Linked DNA regions of Gossypium arboreum: region 1 is linked to region 2. The links are chromatin contacts, called in public Hi-C maps. All regions are on one chromosome and are shown on one strand. Each heading gives the region's core, a stretch centred on a gene start, on an enhancer-like site or on the middle of the called end of the contact. The rest is flanking DNA. Distances are from core to core; before and after follow the strand shown.

Evidence for each region. Hi-C and Micro-C count contacts between places; a contact is called where the count stands out from the background.
Region 1: a contact with region 2 is called in a Hi-C map of leaf, with 3 times the contacts expected there. The contact joins the promoter of LOC108485839 here to the promoter of LOC108486632 in region 2. A contact is called at or near these places in 2 of 5 Hi-C or Micro-C datasets (both in leaf).

The regions. Positions count from the first base shown.
Region 1 is chr3:49,888,256-49,892,060 of ASM2569848v2, forward strand. It overlaps LOC108485839 (transcription factor PRE6-like), which reads right to left and starts at 1,660. Exons shown (of 2, transcript XM_017789687.2): 1 at 1,178-1,660; 2 at 480-865. The coding sequence starts at 1,303. The coding sequence ends at 710.
Region 2 is chr3:49,710,100-49,714,240 of ASM2569848v2, forward strand. LOC108486632 (sucrose transport protein SUC3-like) reads right to left here and starts at 1,689. Exons shown (of 14, transcript XM_017790782.2): 1 at 1,002-1,689; 2 at 260-325. The coding sequence starts at 1,307.

The DNA.
Region 1 (3,805 bases), core at 410-2,909, 180 kb after region 2:
ATGCATATCAAATGAATTGAACGCCGTCACACTAGGCTTAAACTCTCTTTTTCTTGTTTAAAAAATAAACAAGTATGACGAATAGCTCAAATATAAACACTAAAATCAACCTACATAATATAAAAAAAAAAAAGAAAAAGAAAAATGGTTCCCAAATTTAAAAACAAGTATGACGAATTCACGGGTTCAAACTCCGAACCTATCGCAAAATACTACTAATAATGTTATAGGATCCAAACAGAATTTGGTGTGCGGCAAATCACGTGTCAGCGACTGTCATCAGCCTTTGAGGCTGACCTTTCGGGGTCCACTTCTCAAATCTAACATTACATAGCCTTCATTTATGCTTTGAAACTTGGCCAATTCCCATAATCATGAGAAGCGCCACCATCGGTAAACCAATATTTTCTTCTAATACAACAATATAATATTTGCTTTTAATTGCAGCTGTAAATCAACTCATAAAATTTAAGACCCAATTTTCACAACTCTCAACTCTTTTTTTTTAAATATTTTATTTTATAAAATATATAATGATAGACTTGAATGATTTACAGAGTCTGTTGATGACAAGAATCATAAAACATGCATGGTACTCCATGTTTCACCCTTTTCCTATCTCTTCTGCATTACTACCGGAAATCCTAAGATATGGAAAAGGTGTGTAGTACTTAATATAGTAAAACCAAAGGTGAATGAAAATGGGTGTTTATTGCATAAGTAAACTCCTTATAATGGCTGCTTGGTCGCTATCGCCGTCTGTGGAAGCTAATAGCTGGGATAACCGGTCGCTTAGGTCCTCCACTTCTCTATGTAAGCTTCTGATATAGTTGCAAGTCTCCTGTAATACCTTGGAAGTTGATACCTGAAGAGATATTAGAGAGAAAAATATATTATGGATCTTTTCTTTTTCTATTGAAGTTGGAATATAAAATTAAATTAAGTTTTGATGATATAATATTTGAGCGTGATGTGTAAACTAAACATGAGGTGCTAAAAATGAGGAACAGATGGAGTCCCACACCTTCAACTTGTTGCTAGAAGGCACCACATCAAAATAAATGAGGCGCATGACTTATCTACGAAAGTGAACGGAGTCCTCACAAAAGAAAGGGTGTTTTTATTTATTTATTTTATTTAGAAAAAAGTAGAAAGAGTGGTGTGGTAGTCGGTATACCTTGTCGAATCGCCTTCGACGAAGTTCAGGGATAAGGTGTTGCAGCTTGGAAACAAGATCGGTGATCTGATTGTCAGTGATACTGGAAACACTTGACTGCTTGGAACGTGATCTTCTGCCTGACATTGTGTTTTAAAATAACTTCTACTATATTTTTTGTGTCAAGAAACTAAATGAATGAAGGCTTAAGGAAAGTGAGGATATCTGAAACTCTTGATTAAATTGACAAATGGGGTGTGGATTTGTCACCGAAGAAAACCTAAGAAAAAAGGGAATACGATAATATATGCATAAAGGACCTGGAACTTAAGCTGAGAAAAGAGCAAAGAGATGAGTTAACCAAGAACAAAGAGAAGAGAGGTTATGATGCTTTGCTTTGAAGACAGAAGTGGGATATGCTGCTTTTTATATAGGGTTCGAGTCTACTCCCAAATCTTAATTTTTATTTATTTATATATATATGTAAAAGTGCGCTCATTCTCGTGTGCATGCACCGAAGAAGAGGAAACAAGTTTTAAGAATTCATTTGATTCAAGAAAAGGGAAGATTATTATTGGAGTTTTATCTACCATCAATTAATAATAAAATAATATATTATGATTGAATAAAAATAAATAATTTATAAATAAATATAAATAATTTTATTTAAATATAATTAAACAATAATTAACTATAAATAATTATTAAAATCTTAAATTGAACATAAAAAGAAATGGACGGCACAACATGTATCCTCTGTCTCCCAGTTTCAAAGACCAAGTTCTCCTATTTTAATGTAACTAGAGAAAGCAACGAAGAAGGAGAAGAATAAAGACATGGTCGTTTTAGAAATAGAGGCGACTCAAGAAGATGAGAATAAAGCATCATTCAGATACATCCTTTTGGATACCAAAGATCGAGAAGGGTGGTGTGAGTTTCAGTTTTGACAATAATGAATTTGTGCTAAATGATGATGATGCCATGATTTCTCGAGAAAGATTGTACCTGTAACAATCTATTTTTCAGTAGTGTCAGAAATAGTGGTTTCGGAACTTCATTTCCGACGAGTGAGTAATAATATTTACGATGTTAGTATAAAGTTTAATTAAAGTTTGGTCTTTTCATTTTTTCGACTGGAGAGTTAATTAAGGTACAATGACTAATTTGTAAACTGATATTGTTATTTTAGTAAAAAAGAACTAAAGTGTAAATATTTCAAAATTAGAATGAAATTTCTATAAATATAGGTATTAGAGGGCTGTAGAGGGATGAGATTGGAATCAGAGCTTAAATGTGAAAGATATTATTGTTTAGGTTTTAGGGATTAAATTGAATAAAATATGAAACTTTAGTGAATTTGTGAAAAGTGAAATTAAAATGTCATATGCATAGAATAAGATGTTATAAGGTAATTGAAACTGATAATTTGAAATGAATTACCGTATAGATCAAAATTTGGACTAGCTAGTAGATAATCGAGCAAAAAATTACGGATTAGTCCTCAATATTGCACTTATAGTCGTTTTGGTTTGGTAAGTTCATATGGTGTAGTTATGTTTGTAAATATATTGGATATGTTTAAATTATGAAATTAAATCTTGTGATTGCATTTTGAATTGGTTACAAAATGGTACAAAAAGGCGAGAAATGGATTGAATTGTAAAGAAATGAATTAATGTGTTAAATGTGCCTAAAGGAACGTATGCATACAATTGGCATGCCAATAGGTTTATTTGCGTGTTGTGCGGGATATGGTATGAGATGATACTGACGTACCGAGAATTCATTATTTAAATCGGAATCCAATATTTGTTGCGGATTACCGAGCTGTTTATGGTGGCATTCAAATTAGTAAACGCACAGAGGACAAATGGTTGGTTGAAAAGTTCCCAAGATGGCTTGCGAAACAGGTAAATTGTCACTATTAAAATAATTTATCATATTATTTATGTAATGAGGGAACATTGTAGTAATTTGTTCATAGAATAAGATCTAATTGATTTCCTACTATATGGTTAGATTCCAAAGATGGAAGTTGAACAAGTTGATCTTGATGTAATTGCTCTTGCTCGAGGACCGCATAAGGTGGTTTCCACATATGATGGGCTTATAATTAATGGTTTTAGGGTCCATACTAAAAAACTTGAGCAACATCGTAAAACTCAAAATAGTGGTGTGATGGTTTTTGCTGTCGGGAGAAACTATTATGGCAATTGCATTGAAATTATCGAGCTAAACTATTATGAAAGGTTTTGGGTTATCATGCTTAGATGTGATTGGGTGAATATTAAATCTCCTAGGAGTATGAAGAAGGATGCAAATGGTTTTATTATGGTGAAATTTTCTGAGCTTATCCATACAGGGAATCGTGATTCGGACGATCCATACATACTGGCTTCTCAAGCGAAACAAGTATTTTATGTCGAGGATGGCAAGAGTGAAGGATGGCTCCATGTTATCGGAATAAAGCCAAGAGATTTGTTCAATCTAAGCGTTGAAACCCACAGAGAAGATGATGAATATCCGCAGTGTGATCATCATATTGTAGCTTAATAATTTTAGTTTTAATTTCAACAAGAATAATGTTTTGAAGTGCAAATATTTAGTGTAATTGACATTTTTAATGCAGTATAGCAGAATGAATTGCCC
Region 2 (4,141 bases), core at 439-2,938:
AGAATGGAAAATTGAATAAGCAAAGAAATTCTCTATTATGCAATCAAACAAATAAATGTTCTAGGGTACCCCCATCTCTACCTTCTACATGAAAGGTAGCCCCAACTATTTAGGAGTTAGTTCAAAATGCAGCACAAGCTATTACAGCAGATCTATCAAATAACCACATTAAAATATCATGTTACACCCATTAGGACTCAAAAATAAAGAGAGGGCAATAATATAGAAAAATACAGCAATATGGTTTCCCATCACCTACCACAAGACCAGTTATCGGACCACAAAGCCAAATAAATGAAGAAAAAGCATGCTCTATTCCAAGTGTCTGCATGAATCAACAAAATATACAGTAATCAGAGAAGCTCAGAGCGTTGAAAAGAAATACAGCCAAGGCTAAAAATAATAATAAATAAAGAGAGTATTATTCTTCAAAAATGACTATAACATTCTTTTAAATAAATAAAGAGAGTATTACATAAGCAAGAAGTAGACAAAATATTTTGAGAATTATTTTAAATGCAAATTATTCTTCAAAAATGACTAACATTCTTTTCTCTAACTAGTACGTTTTAATTTATATTGTTAAAGATGATAAGTATTTCTACAAATTATAAGAAAAATTTCTAGAAAATGATAATAAAAGAAAATCTGCCTCTCAACGCCATGATCTCTCTTTCGTTACCTATAACCACACCAATAATTCTTTCTGCAGTACATGAAAACTAAGTAAATTAATGACTAAACAATAATGAAAAAAGAATTGTAGCATCTACTATCTAACCAATTCAATAATACCAACAAGAAGTGCACTCGCTGATTTTATTTTTCTATTTCCTACAGATAAACCCCCAATAACACAAAAATTGTCATTAAATGTAAACACATTGCACCAAATTCAAACTTCAAAACATTCATGGTCACTAGCTTACTATTTTTCATTAAAATACTTAAACTAACATAAATTACAAGACTAAAGAAAAAAAAAAGAGTATTGGAAAGACCTGAATGTAAGGAGTCAATAGCGATAGTTGTAAAGCCCAACCAAACTGAACCCCGGCGGCGACCGTACAACTAAGAACCAGAGTTATAAAGCTAAAATCCTTAGATCCGGCATGGATCGGCGACGATAAGTTAGCGTTTCCATTGGGAACCCTCGAGGAAGGCGACGAAGAAGAAGCTGAAGGAGAGTTCGGAGAGGAATTTAGATCGATCCGGAAATGAGGATCGTCGGTTATTTCAACCTCCAATTCCTTGTTTAAATTCCTGTAGGGGAACCTGATGGGCACTGAGTCACTCATTCCCGCCATAACCTCTTTGGCTCAGTCTCTGATTATCCTTCACGTGTTAACTCAAAGTAAACCTTCGCATTAAAAAAATGAATACAAAATCAATCAAAATTAAAAGTTGAGGAATGAATGTGTTTCAAGATGATATTTAGGTTTAGGTGCAGGGTCCATGTTGATTTGTGTGATGTGTCGGTTGTGAAAACAAAAGTTTGCCATCAAAGGAAAAAGCGAAAGGGACGTTGATTAAGTGGGAGAAAAAGGATGTGATCAGGACCGTTGGTTTTAAGGGACTTTGTCATTTATTGAAGGGATGCTTTTCTTCTTCAGCAAGGGAAAAAGCACACCGACGACGAGTGAATGCCGGATGCACGCTGGAGTCAAGTTTACGTAGTAGGTTACTATAAATTAAATATAATAGAATGAATGCTAGACTACTCATGCTAACTAAATTATTAGTAAATTTTTATTTTAATAAAAAGTTATAAAATTTGTCAATAAATTATTTTATTAAAATTGTTGTATAGCGCATCATTACATTAATCAAAAGTTTTTTTCATTTTTTTATAATTCAATTCTTTTCATTAAATAATTTTAAATATTATAAATTTACGAATCAAAATTAAAATAATTTTTTTTCTATTTTTGACATTAGTCGTTAGATCGACTTGAATTTAAAGTATTTCTTTTACTTATTGATGGGTATTCATTTATAACTCAATAACCATTTTGTAATTTTTAAAGTTAAATAACCAAAATATAAACTTACGAATAGTTTAGTGACCTTGAGTGTAGCATAAAAACACTTACAAAAATATTTATTTGATTGTGGTTTCAAAATAGTCGTTACTTTCCTTATATATGAAAAAAACCCTATATACTTTTTAAATTGATAAAAGTATTACAAAAGCACTTGTATTAACAGTCAGATTATATTTTGCCCTATTTATTTAAAAATGGATAAATTAATCCTTGTATATTAGATTAAAGAGTAAAATGGTCCTTTTTTGTTAAAAATTTCATCAATGTTTATTGTTAAAAATTGAAGTGATTGACGAAATAACCAAACAATTACACATAGCATGCTACGTGCACCTCATGCTGGCGTACAGAAGCCAAGTTTTAACAATAGAATTGGATGAAATTTTTAATAGAATGACCAGTTTGCTCTTTAATCTAACATACAAAAACTAATTTGCCTGCTATTTTTAGTGGAGGGAGCAAAATGCAATTGACTCCTAGTACAAAGGCCACTACGATACTTTTACCCTTTAAATTCTAGGATAAAGCACAATAATAGTCACTCAAATATACACTTTGTTCACTTTTGGTCACTTAACTTTTTAAAATTAAATATTTTAGTCACTCTTCCATTAATTATCGTTAGCCAATCAACACAAAGATGATGTGGAATTTTTTTATTATTCTAATAATAAATTTAACCTTTTAATATTTACACATTTTATCAATTTGATTCTAAATTTAAAAAAGTTAAATTCTATTAAGAAACAATAAGAGGGGCGATTTTAAGGGGAAGGGGGGAAGACAGGGGACTTGAACCCTCCCAAACATTGAAAATCATGCGATGTAATCCATTTATAAATAATGAAAATTTAAGTTAATATATAGTAAAATTATATTTCAATTCTTTAAAAATAAAAAAAATCATTTAATCCTTCAAAAATAATAAAATAAAAATTTAATAAATAATAAAATTATATTTTAACCTTTTAAAATTTATAATTTAATTTCAATGCTATTAAAAAAAATTCTGAATTTACCCCCTTATCTTACTCTTGGCAATACACGCCATATTTTGTATGGACATGCAGGCTGCAGAGTCCAAATTATTTTCAGCAAAATAATGGCACCTCCTCCGCTGATATCAGAGTAAGCAATGCTTCGCAAGCCAAATTTTAGTTAATTATTTAGATACTTCAGAGCAACATGAAAACTCAAGCAGGCTTCTACGTTCACAAAGATTCTGAATCTCGTACAAGTCCTTAAAACATCTAGATATGACATTTGTTCCCTACACATTTTCTTTCCAATAGTTATAAATTGCCTGAAAGCCTCCAATTTGATGGATTGAGATTGCAAGGCCTAGCAATTAACGCAAGCCAAGAAATTTATATAAGCATGATCTTAATAAAATGAACGGTGAGTTGCATCATGCATGGCGGTTGACGAGAGGGTCGGGAGGTATGTATTGCTAAGAGTGACGGAGGCTCTAGTTGTTTTTTTTTTCTTTTATAGAATTTATTGAATTATTTAAATCTAGGATAAAATTGATAAAATATGTAAATATTAAAAGATTAAAATTGTTATTAGGCCAATAAAAAGTTCACATCATCTTTTCATCCTTCAACTAACAACTATATACAGGAAAGTGACTAAAATATTTGATTTTAAAATATTAAGTAACTAAATCAAAAATTTAATAATTGAGTGATTAAAATAGAACAAAGTGCGTAGTTGGGAGACTATTATTGTATTTTACCCTAAATTTTATATACTAACTTTTAACCTTTTAAGGTTAAAATATGTCAAAAGTCCTATATTTTTCATAAATTAGAAATTTAGCCCCTATAATTTTATTGTTAAGAATTTAGTCTTTTAGTTTCTAGATTTCAAACTTCATGTTCAACTGCTAACATTGTTAAACTTATTTTATTAAATTCAAATTCACTCCAACATCACTTTTATATTACATGACTACTAAGTGAGTATTTTTTATTTAAGAATGTGACATCAACAAAAAATTAACATTATTAACAATTGGATCCAAATTTTAAAATTTGAAATGTATAGGGATTAAATTCTTAGAAACAAAAAAAAAGCAATGACTAAATTCTAAA